Linked DNA regions of Columba livia: region 1 is linked to region 2. Evidence: chromatin contacts called from public Hi-C data. All regions are on one chromosome and are shown on one strand. The core of a region is the stretch at or near the end of the contact, and the rest is flanking DNA. Distances in the headings are between cores, read along the strand shown. Region 1 overlaps RAI14 (retinoic acid induced 14). Region 2 overlaps SLC45A2 (solute carrier family 45 member 2).

Region 1 (5,945 bases), core at 1,770-4,269, 210 kb after region 2:
CCAGATGGTGAGAACTCCAGTGTTTGGAAACTTGCAGCTTATGCCTCAAATATTAGGAAAATTTATGTAGCTTGTAAAGAATTATTCTGTATTGAAATTAATGTCTACGTTATTTGTTTCACAAAACCTTTTTGCTACACAGGAGCCATCAGTATCTATTACAAAAGCTTTTTTTTTTTTTCTTTAAGTGGGGGCTGTTAACTTTAAAATCAGTTAGAATTACTCCTCAAGGGGAGGTTTTTGCCCAGCACTCTGTAATACTCTGATTTAAATATAACTGTAATCGGTTTATCTCAGTCCGGAGCCATTCTTCTCTTGAGCAGGGCTGATTTCCTGGTGAGCCATTTCATTTTATTAAACCAGCAGCTAATTAGCCATGTCCCCCATTCACCTCCCAATTGCCTTCTGATTTTTAAGAAAAAGAAACATCTCACTGCAGTGTTCTGTGAGACATGGTAGCAGTACAAGGGTGTAGGCAGGGGACACATCAAGCATCTACAAGGCAGCTGTAGCAGCCCAATGCTGTCTGCCTTAGGTCACTGTATAAATGACTGAGAGTTAAACCTTTTCATCCTCTCTTTTCACTGGACTCTCCAAATAGCTTCTATACTTTCGTTTTCATTAGATCTTTACATCCTTTTTAGATGTTTTCTCATCTTTCGTACCACCAGTACAACTTACAGATGATGTTTCTTTCATCCCATCAGTTGGAGAGAAGCAATATTTTTAATCGGGCTTTTCTTACCTGAAAGCATTTTAGGCTGCACAAAACAAAGCATCTGCGTGTGAGGTGCCTTGTTGAGAACTGCCATGGGAATTGTTTGCATTGCTGGCACTGCTCTGTTCATAGGTGTGTAGCCTGAAAGGGGTTAAGTTTTTCTTCTCTCATTGATGCTTTCTTTGCAGTCTGATTTTTACCTAAATAAAACTTGTTTTGCACTTACGTATTCATGTTGCATTTGGCACCATCCTACACAGTCTGTCCATAAAACCTCAGTGTCTCAGATTTAGCCAAGTTATTATTAATTGGATATTTATTATTCTTAATATTGTCAAATGTAAGTGAGCCAAGTGCGTGCTTCACAGCCTTCCTAATACTTAAGTGACTTCAACTGTATTGTGTATCTACACAAATGTATCTGAATGTGTTTTGGTGTTCATTGGTATGTTGCTGGCTGAATTAGAGGTGTTGGAATTTGTCAGAGTCCTTTTGCATCCCTTTCCCAGACATTTTCCCAGAGCCTGAGAAACCTCTTCTTCTAAAGAAGAATGTTTACACAACTTTGCATTGGCCACCAAGTACATGAAAGTTTGATTTTTGAATGACTAGAGAACAGCCAGCAGCAGTGCTTTTTATGCTCTTGGAAGTGTTAACTCTTCAGTTTGTTTATGGCAGTAGTAAGCATGAGGATGAGCACACAGGATATTTTTATATTTGCAGAGCATGGTTCAAAAGTTAAGTACTGCCCATCTGCCGTTTGCAATCAGCAAAGTGTGGAAGGACTCCTCGTGGGAAGTGGGGTAGTTGCTGCGCTTCACAAAGGGCTCTGTTCCAGCAGATCTCCTGGTTTGATTAATTCTCCACCCTTTGCCAGATTATGTCTGTAGGTCTTTTTCTCTGCTGTTTCAAGGAGGCTGCAAAGAAGGCTACAGCTTAGAGAAACACAGCATTGCAGTTCACATATTATGTGCCAGAATTATCTGTTTCATTCTTGCATGTTATTCCCAGTTTTCCCGGTTAGCGGGCTGAACTTTCAGTGTTAGTTTTAACATTTTAAAGGAAACTGTTGTTCAAAATGTGAATTCTTTAATACAGAAGTTGGTGAGTCTTCATGATTCGTGGTGTTCCCTTTAGATTCCAGGGGAAAAATCCCCATTAACACAGGAGTGCATGATGTTAAAAATGGAAGTCTCCTTTAAGAGATATTAGAAAATATGCTGGGAATACTGACTTTTTCAGTTTGGGGCATGTTAATGAAGGCCCCAGCTTGTCATACACAATTTAATAGTAACTGGAAGTGTTTTGTTTTGAATTTGTGATTTGTTGTTGTTGTTTTTTCACATTAGTCCCGCTGGAAAACAGATCTGTATATCCATCTGATATTAGTAGGACACATGGGGAAGCAGTATGCCTGCCTGTACTGTGACCGTATCTTGAGACTTGATGGTGGCACGATATGCATGAGAAGGGTATAAATTTCTCTGTTTTCAGAAGTTTTTTTCCTTTGTTTTTGCTTCCCAGCAAAATTAAGTTAGCAGCGCATGTATAAAACTGATTCTGTGAATCCTGAGGTACCAAAGTTGTAAAACATGAACCTTCAGCTGTGAAAAAGCTTTAATTCATTGTAACTTCTTTGATTTGTTCTGTAATTATATCTTGGTTAATTGATTCTGTTAGGTGCGTCCTGTCATGGTGTGGTTGGTAACCTCCGCAATTTCCCACTGTTCAAACAAGCAGGTGCTTTAAGTGAACAGCAAAACCGAAAGATGAAAAAATACATCTCTAACATAGTCTCACAAGTATCCAGTAGCTTTGGTTTCTTCAGGTGGCATTCATGAACACTGAAAGTTTTTTTTTCCCCCCTCTACATAGAAGGATGGGCTCTGTAAAGAACAGTGCCAAAGCACAACTTGATTTAGTTTAATTTAAGAGCTGAATCACCTTTTAGAGGAACTAAATTCTGTCCACAGAAATGCGGGGAAATCAGGATTGACTAGAATGACTAGAGCAAAGTCAGTCATTGTGAATGTTTTCTTCATTAATTCCCTAAGCCCAGACATTCTTTGGGGATATATTCTCACCAGGGACATTAGTTGAAAAACTGGGTGCAACTAGATGCGCATAATATATATGGCATGGGTTAATGAGACAGCAGCATATGTGAAGGTATGACTACAAAGGCTTTGTGATATGCCTTCTCACTTTCAGAGCTATTGTCTTCTTGGGAGGCAGTGGAGAGATGCCAGGAGATCGAGGGGTGTGGAGGGGAGAACTTGCCAATACTTGGTTTGTGAATGAAAGAGAAAGGAGGTCTTAATAAAAGAAAAGTGACATGTAAATGCTCTCTTCCAGTTTTCACCTGGCAGCCACAAAGGGGCATGCAGAGTGCCTCAGGATCATGGTGACACATGGTGCAGATGTGACAGCCCAAGATGGTGCAGGTAAGCTTCTGTGAACTTACTCATGTAGCATAATACACTTAATTTGCCTATATAGCTCTTAGTGCAACTATGAATTTGACAACACTGCTTTTCCCCACACACTGTGCAGTAAAATCAGTTGTAAATCTTGCAGGTTCAGGCATACTTGCTTTTCTGTGTATAGAATTTAGATTCTAAAGCCATAAAAAACTTATGCCCTAATATACTATAAATGACAGCATTTATAGTGGACTGTAGATGCAAAATAGTCGCTCTTTTTTAAAAAAAAAAAAATTAAATGAAAAAAAAATAACCTCCACCAACTCTTTTTGTTAACTTTATTTGAAGCTTTTTGTAGGTTCAGTCAAGATCTTTGGTTTTGCTTTTATGTGTAGCCAAGCTGTTAACGCCATTAACTGTACAGGAGTTGCAGCAAGACATTTGCTCAGGATTGTGACACAGTGAAAAGGGCTGATACAAGCCAAAACAAAGCTAGGAGCTATTAAGTATGCTGTTTCAGCCCTCAAAAGTCTCATGCCTTAATTACTAATCTACTAGGAGAATGATGGGACCTGAATTTGAAACTGACAAACCCTTCTTAATGGATTTCAGTTGACATGACTGTGAAATCTGTGCCCAGCATTTTCTCTGGCTAGCGGAGTGACCTGAATGAACTGTCAGCATTCTGTCTCTCCAATAATGATCTGTAAATGTTGGGCTCACGAGTTCTGTTTTGGCCACTGATTGCAGCCTGAAGGAATTTCTGTCACACATGAGAATGATTTGCCTCTATAAGGAAGTGTCTGTGATGCTGGAAGCGGCATTTACATTACACATAATGATAGGGGAATATATGTACTTGATACACATTATTATTCAGAATTCGTACCTTGTCTTGCTTCAGGATTTAGAATTTATTAGTGTTTTGGATAATAAGAGGTTGCCTGCTCTCACCTCAGAGTGTCAACCCAGTATTCATTAAGGAAAGACTTGTCTGTAATATTAACATTATTTACAGTGAGATTCTACTGTCACAAGTGGCTCTGTCTGCACTGAGTACTAAATCTTGGCTCCTTCTTAATTACATGGATAATTTATTGTTTTGCTATCTTGGCCTCTTTATTTTTTTCAGATGTTCTGTAAATTAAACTAGAAGAGAGACTGCAGTCTTTCTTCATAAATCCATAATCAGTAAATCACTATATTGCATAGCTAAATGTGAGCTTACAGATCCTAAATAAATTAACAGAAAAGGGAATATGTGAGATACAAACCACAGTAGTCCTGTGTTCTGAGTCCTCTTCTACATGCACTCCATGGAGGACACGAATTTGCTGTAGTGGTAGCTGGTGAGTTTTGTTCTTGGTGCTGGGTTCCTTTTTCATTGTCAAATGGCAGAAATTGTGAAGACACTTGACAGTCATCTCTCTGCAAGGGAGGCTGAGTAATATAGGAAAATTGGGTTTTAAGAAACAAAACATAACTGCAGAATCTTAGACTTGCTTCTGCTAAGGTGTAGTCTGACTCAGTGTTTGTGTCATTCCTATATATGAAGCTAGACATTAAGATTATTCAGTTACCTGCCTGAACGGCAATCTGTCATAAAGACATTCTGCTTGATGTAGGTTTTTATTTTATTTTCTCTACCCTTGCTTTTCATGTACCATGACAGACATAACATGGGTAATTCAAAATTTCGCCTTTGTCATGGAAGAGTTTATTCCTGTGTTTCAGTGTGATTAAATACTCAATTTGCTTTGCTTTTTATTCATTTAGGACACAGTGCTTTACATCTTGCAGCAAAGAACAGCCACCCTGATTGCATTAAGAGGTTGCTTCAGGTAAAGTGAAAATCAAATTAGAAGTTTTCCTTTTGTTCCTCTAGATTGGTTCCACTAGATGTTGACATGGCCTACAGCTTCCTCACAAGGGGAGGAGGAATGGCGGGTGCTGGTCTCTATTCTCTGGTGACCAGTGACAGAACCCATGGGAATGGCAGGAAGATGTGCCAGGGGAGGTTTAGGTTGGACATTAGGAAAAGGTTCTTCCCCCAGAGGGTGGTGGAGCACTGGAACAGGCTCCCCAGGGAGGTGTCACAGCCCCAAGCCTGACAGCGTTCAAGAAGCAATTGTATGATGCCCTCAGACACATGGTGTGAACTGTGGGCTTGTCCTGTGCAGGGGCAGAAGCTGGACCTGATGATCCTTGTGGGTCCCTTCCAACTCGGGACATTCTATAATTCTACAGACATTTCCTGCTAACAATCTGTATCATACTCCTATACTGTTGTCCTGTCTCCTTGCAATCAAGTGAGGTGCTTGAATTTTATGACATTTTAAGCTCTGCGAATGGATGATAGAAAACAGTGTGGTGGCATCTTCCAGGGGTGGTCCACTTATACAGCTTTCCCTGTGCAGCTGATCTGATACAGCAAGGTTGGGTTTAAGCAGATTGGAGCTTCTGTCTAATTTCCCGTGTTTTGTCTGTGTGGTTGGATGGCTTGGAAGCAGAGGGATCAAGAGGCATAGGGAAAAACGATTTTTCAATTCTGGTGAGATTCTGATACTGTTCCACTGGAATGCTTTCTGTCTGTTGTTGACTGTAGAAATGTCTGTCAAGTTTAAAGTCAAAAGGAGAAGAAACTGAAGTAGTTTTGAAGCTAAAATATGGAAACACTTGAATCCTCAGTGAAATGAGGCAAAGGACAGTGGGTGCTCAGGGAGTAGAAAGAATGGGGAAAGAAAATGAGAGAAACAGAAGTGAAGATGAAGAAGAGATTCTTGTGGTGTTGAGGCTGAAGATGT
Region 2 (6,763 bases), core at 2,563-5,062:
GATCTTATCAATGTGTGTGAGTACCTGATTGGGGTGGGGGTTAAAGAAGATCGAACCAGACTCTTCTCAGTGTTGTCCAGGGAATGGACAACAGGCAATGGACAACAGGCAATAGGCAGAACCTGAAATTCAATACATTTCATTTAAATGAGGAAAAAAACCCACCTTTTTATGGTGAGTGTGGTCAAACACCAGAAGAGGTCACCCAGAGAGACTGTGGAGTCTCCATCTTTGGAAATACTCAGTATCTGAGCACATGCAGTCTGGCCAGCTGCTGTAGCAACTTTGTGCTGAGCCCGAGGACTGGACTAGGTCACCTCCAGAGGCAACCCCAACTATTCTGTGCCTTGGTGTGATTCTGTGACGGCAAATAAATTGCTACGAATACGTCTTTGTTCCAATACAGTAGAATGTGCACATGTCTGTCTTGCCTGACATTTTTTCTGCAAAAACTCTAAAAACTAGATCACCTCCTATTGTATATTCTAAATTATCTAATATATGTTTATGGTCATAAAGAGATTTCAAAAATGCTTTCACTGCTTTTTATTACTGCTGAAACAGTTGAGGGAAGCTTAGAGGAAACATACTCTTCCTTTTGCCCATCAAAAAGCATTTTCTGCTGAACCCCAGTCCCTTATTAATAGGCAAATCCAGTGATGCATATACAGGTAGAGAGCTATCCATGAGCTCCTGGACTGAAAGTAACAGGTCTCCTATAGCACTGTATTAAATAACTGCTCAACATGTACAGCTGATAATAAATAGTTAAAAAGAAGAATCTAGTTTGAATTTCAGATTTGGGATTACATTTTCAGAGACATAGACTGAAATTTTGAATTTTGAGCACACTTGGTATGAAGTCATTCCAAGTAAAATGTTCAAAAAACCCCAACATTTCTGTTCAGAAAGGAACAACACCCTTTAATAAGGTGCCATCTCTCAGAGAGAAACATAGTTTTAACAGCTGTTTTATTGCCATATTTTGCAATGTTATGGCAATCTAACTATATGTGGCATATATTTCTTAAAGGTCTTTTTATTGGGATTGGGTGTTATGTTGAAATTTCAGCACGTACTAAAGAAAGAGGTAATCCAGCCCCCAAAATCCCTGGAATCTGATAACTTGCAAATTGCATTGCAATATGTATGGCATTTATTTTATTAAAAACAAACAAACAAACAAACAAAATCAGATCTGAATGTTGAAGAGCACAACAAATCATTTGAGATACATTTGCAGTTATATGGTGACACATGCAACTCCAGGCTAGTGCTCCCAGCCTTTAACAAAAGGTATCTCTGCCAGAACCTTCTTCTTCCACTCATGTCTCTCCTTAGACCCCGCATTTCTGCTGTCTTTCCCTCTGCTCCTCAACACCTTATGAGCAGAGGCGCACTGAAAACAGAGAGGTCAAAGACCCTGAGGCTGTCTGTTGTGCTCTCTGTGTCCTCCACTGTCCCTTCCTCCTGTTGCACCTTACTTGTCAGGAAGAAATGCGACAGAAATTCATCCACCAAACAAATGAGGGATGGCTGCACTCCAGGACTGAGTCTTGGCATTAGCACTGAAGGTTTCAAAGGCCAGATTCTACCATGAGTTTGGTGCTAAGTGTGTTCTTGGTGGGCTCCTACCTATGTGTTCATGTACTGGTGTCTTCATTGGCATTACACAGCTGGGTTACAGCTATTAGTAAGCAACTTTCTTTTGCTGACACATGAAAAGAGAGAGCTGAATTGCAGCAGCACGTCACTTCAGGGTGAGATGAAACAGGAGGAGAATTGATGCTAGAAAGCAATGCGAGGCAAGGCAGGGAGCTCCTACGCCCTGGAGAAGTGCTATAATGTCATTAAACACCGGGGGGCAACCAAGCACCCAGCCTTCAAGTAAGAAAATACTTGATCTACTGAAAGACAGCAGCTCCGTTCACTCTCCTCTTTGGAGCAGACATAGCCTTTGATAATTACCCTTTCAAAAATAAATCAAATTTTTTAGAAAAGGTCACAGATCTCTCTCCTTGAAAATATCAGGCAGGATCTGCTTATCTCAGTCTACTGTGCAATCCAGAGTGAGAGCACTGAATTTTGTTTTCCCACTACTGCAAGTGCTTACCTGGAGCAACACAAGGCCATACTCTCTGGTTTGATGTCTCTGCATGATGTGAAATCATTATTCTTTAATACACGGGTAAAATATGAATACATGGGGAAGTAAAAAGTTCATTTTCAAGAGGAAACATTAGGAAATACAACTGATTAACATGTTTTGCATACCTAAAGGAGCAATGTATGAAACTGAATACACCATAGAAATCAACAGAATTACAGGTTACTTTTCACAATTTAGTCTTGAACAAGTGACCCTGACCATTTGCTGCTTAAATAAAAAAAGAAGGGGCAGCTAGGGAATAATAAATGAATGCTGGAAACTTAGAGGGAAAAGTTTGGGCTTATAGGTCATTTTTCATAGCTTTATCATGCCAAAAATAATTTAAAGACACTTTACAGCAGATGCTTCCACCCATATCCTTCATGAAGCAATCCCTCTACAAAAATATCAAATGTCATCATTGTCACACCTCCTGCTCACACCACTCTCCCTATCTTTTGATATGCTGCAGGGACTGGTACCATTTCATGGGCACCAATGCTAAAGTTGCAAGTTCATCCTGACTTGCGTAGTTTACCTGGAAGAAAAGTGTCTCCCACAAACCACCTGAGTTGCTTTTTTTCCAAGAAAGTCAAACAAATGTAATGAGATCACTGTGAAGACCAGAATGAACATCAGGGAAGAAAAATGTTACTAACACTGCGAGTGCTCTAAACAAGAGAACCAAAACTTCCTTGAATGGTTTGCTTGCATGACAGGCCTGCTTGTGAAATGGGAATGTGGCAGGCATTCATAAGAGAAAGAAAAAGGAAAGTGTCATTTAGATAAGATGGCAACCTTGTTTCCTACCTCATTTCATTCAGTCATGACTAATTCTGTTGAAGTGGGAGGGAGGAGGGGTTGGTTACCTCAAGACCCCTTGTCTTTATCTAAACATATCATTTGCATAAACACAATACAAAGGTCTTTATTTATTTGATTTCATGTCTGGAAACAAAACCAGATGAGAAAGATCACAGTCAGGATACTTCTAACTTTGAAACTCACATCACTGCAATAAAAGCCGATAATAAGTGCAATAGATAATCGTATTGATAATTCAAGTCCTGAACTATGTAAAATATCAGGAAAGGTATAACTTCTTAAATTAGTAACACCACAGTACAGTTTTTCAGTGCCTTTAACATTTTTAACATTTTAGCATTTGCATTGCTGAAATACTTACCTTATCCCTTCTCATGAATCAGTAACATTTTAGATTGTTTTCAGTAACACTAGAAATATTTTTTCTACTTCAGAGAGATCACCATCACAATTTTTCTGGTTTAAACACTGTATTTCAAGTTGTATGTAGTTTTTTGTCTGCTTGCTATTCTATTTTTGATGAAGACTCATTAAGAGAGATACTATTTAGTCTTAGAAACAAATATGGGATGTTTTTATAGTAAGATTTCATGTTCTGTGTTCTGTAGCATGCAGAAAATTATAAAAGGAAAGATCATAAGAAAGATGATAATGTGAGAACTCGAAACACTTTTCTCTGTAAAATTTCGTAAATAAAAACATTGATATATGTGATGGTCACATTTCTGTTCTCTCTGCAGGTCACAATTCTTATTTTGCTACAGATCCACAGTCGCTCTGTGGGCCTGAATCAATGCCAGCTTTCTCTTTGTGTAACAGAGCAGAGATAGCACTGCCCATTCAAATTTTAATGTTCTGACGGCATTTGACCTCAGAGAAAATATTGTCAAAAACGCAGGTCTTGTGAAGTTCCTTTCCCAGCTTCACACTGAGATGGGAACTTTATGTCTTCAGCTCCTGGAGCACGGGTTTACATTGTGCTTCAAATCCTGCAGTTCTATAAGACCAGATCACCTCTTCTTATCTCAATTGTTATGGCTCCACAGAAGCCTCACTCTTCCCTTAAAGATTCCTCCTCCCAGGAGATATGGAGTTAATGGAAGTTAATTAGTTAATGATGGCATAAAGTGAACTGAGAAGACAACTGCTCTTCATTCTCTGGCCTTCTCCTGTTTGTCCTGGTTGAGACCCTTGTGCTCCAGCCATGAGCATCTATGAGGTTTTCAATCACAGTTCAAGGGCTCAGCTTTTCTCTTCCATGAGTGTGAAATGAGATGGATTCATGAAGAGCTACAAAAATGGAAGAAACCATAAAAAGTGGCTCTTTCATACAGCAGAATGAAGAAGCTGTGAAAAAGTTCAAGGTTTGCCAGGCACTGAGCCCTGATTTGGGCCTTCATTGGAGACACAGTCACCAACAAGAAAAGGTAGCTGAGGCTGTCATGGGCTTGTTATAATTAATAAGAGTGTGTCTAAGGGAAAATTGTTTTTCCTGAGAATAAAAGACTCGCTCTACTCTTGAAAACATACAAAAAGGATGAAGTTAGTGCATCTCAACAGAGGCACCTTATGCTCAGATCTAAGTGTTTATTTGTGATGGTGTCAGTTTGTATCATGCAGAACTTCTAAGAGCTCATCAGTGCATTTGACTGAACAGTGTTAATAATATATGTGCAACATTTAAAAAACAAAACAAAACAAAACACCATACCTGGTAATGGTCTCTCTATGTCACTGTTCATTAACAATATTGTATTGGCAGATGGCTTCATGTGGCTCAGCATATAACAGCAAATGGATATGACAGTTTTCAAGACAGAGGGAGCACAGCATAAATACAGTTTATCACTTTCACAGACACAGGATTTTCAAAACTCTGGCAATATTATAAAAATAAGAATGAAGCTTCACATGCAACTGCACTTTAGTATTTACTGTGAAATAATTCCTGATTGCAGAGCTGAATTTATTTACAATATTCTGTAAAAGAGCAAATACCATTCCACTCAAAGCTAGATGCATGAAGGAAAACAGAGAAAACAGAGATGCCACTATAAGCTAAATACTGTCATATCTGATATCAAGATTTAAGTGGATGACAAGCGTTCATAAAATTCTTCTTTTGGCCAAGTTTTTTTTTCAATTACAGTATCAAAGTCAAGAGGTGAGCTTCTTAAGAAGGAAGAAATGGCAGCTGTTTCCCATAGATGGATTGTTTAGGTGCCTACACATGGATTTGCAGAGCAGAGTTAGGCAGACTTTTGTGACAAGCTCAGTCAGTATAATACTTCCATTTATACAGAAGCAGCAGGATCGAGTATAAAATAATTACTTAACTATTATGCTTTAAACAATAGTCTTCAATCTTTTTACATTTCAGTCATCTTTCACACCCAAATCTGCTTTTGACAGTAGCTGGGAATAAACTGATTCCATGAAACAGTACTACTAATCATAACACAGTTACACCCTGCATGGCCTCTTAGACCTGTTTGGCACTCCTGCAGCTTTTGACTGCCAGAAGCAATATCCCCAAAATTAAGATACCTGAAAAAACCCAGGATAAATAACAACTGTCTTCCTAAGCCTGTCCATTTTTATTACTTCTTCAATTTATCACATACTTATCTACTAACTTCCACAAATAGGTAATGAAGAGTTTTGTAATGACTCCTCATGTAGGGCATCAAGATACCATGGGCGTACACACCGTTATGTGTAATAGCACATCAGCAGGAATGAAGTAATAAAGCAGGCAAAATACAAAAGCTTCCTAACTCAGGCATTAGGTTACCAGTTTTATCAAGTCTCCATTTCATAAAGCTCTGGAATTGCAACCACTCCGAGGAAGGAAGAGAGTAGGACGTGCCAGCAGTACTAGCATGGCAACAGCGCCAGTGCCACTGACACAAAAAGAAAATGCTCCCCTGGGGAGATGTCTTCCAATTGCTTCACACAGTCCTACTGCACATATCGAACACGAAAAGCAACAAAGCAGCAGCCAATCAGTGACACCGTAGATGCCGAAATCACAGTGACTGTGCTGCCAGCGATACTAACCAAGAACCCCAGGCCCACACCAAGAATGATCTGGGCCAGCTGGACCATGCAGGTGAGAGCGGCGCAGTCGATGCCCTTCCCTCGCTCATGATCTCCAGCTTCTACCCCGGCCTGCAGCTTGAGGCTCTGAAAATAAGCACAAAACAAAACACAGTGAAATGAGACAGCTCCAGCAACTTGCAGCTCTCAGGCAATGTTCTGTCCAGACTCCCAGATGCCGCAGGATGGGTCAACAGTGTGTCCTGGCAGCCAAGAGGCCAACCGTGTCCTGGGTGCATCCAGCACAGCATTGCCAGCCGGGCAGGGAGGTGATTGTCCCGCTCTGCTCTGCACTGGTGCGGCCTCACCTGGAGCTCTGTGTGCAGGTCTGGGCAACACAGGGTAAAAAGGATATAAAACTGTGGGAGAGTGTCCAGAAGAGGGCTATGAAGTTGGTGAAGGATTTGGAGGGGAAGCCGTATGAGGAGCGGCTAAAGTCACTTGGTTTGTTCAGCCTGGAGGAGACTGAGAGGAGACCGCATGGCATCTACAGCTTCCCCACAAGGGGAGGAGGAGGGGCAGGCACCAACTCTTCTCTCTGGTGACCAACGACAGATCCCGAGGGAATGGCAGGAAGATGTGCCAGGGGAGGCTTAGGTTGGACGTTAGGAAAAGGTTCTTCCCCCCGAGGGTGGTGGAGCACTGGAACAGGCTCCCCAGGGAGGTGTCACAGCCCCAAGCCTGACAGTG

The links. Hi-C and Micro-C count contacts between places; a contact is called where the count stands out from the background.
Region 1: a contact with region 2 is called in a Hi-C map of liver, with 5 times the contacts expected there. The contact joins two enhancer-like sites. A contact is called at or near these places in 2 of 2 Hi-C or Micro-C datasets (crop and liver).

What each region holds. Positions count from the first base shown.
Region 1 is chrZ:20,441,207-20,447,151 of bColLiv1.pat.W.v2, forward strand. It overlaps RAI14 (retinoic acid induced 14), which reads left to right. Exons shown (of 19, transcript XM_065047542.1): 5 at 3,074-3,162; 6 at 4,918-4,982. Among named protein-coding and RNA genes, the nearest start is that of BRIX1, 40 kb to the right of the region's middle. Within about 2 kb of position 3,020, at least 1 of the 3 cell types and tissues checked has an H3K27ac peak away from gene starts, as active enhancers do.
Region 2 is chrZ:20,232,854-20,239,616 of bColLiv1.pat.W.v2, forward strand. It overlaps SLC45A2 (solute carrier family 45 member 2), which reads right to left. Exons shown (of 7, transcript XM_005506011.3): 7 at 3,062-6,160. The coding sequence ends at 5,936. Among named protein-coding and RNA genes, the nearest start is that of RXFP3, 12 kb to the left of the region's middle. Within about 2 kb of position 3,813, at least 1 of the 3 cell types and tissues checked has an H3K27ac peak away from gene starts, as active enhancers do.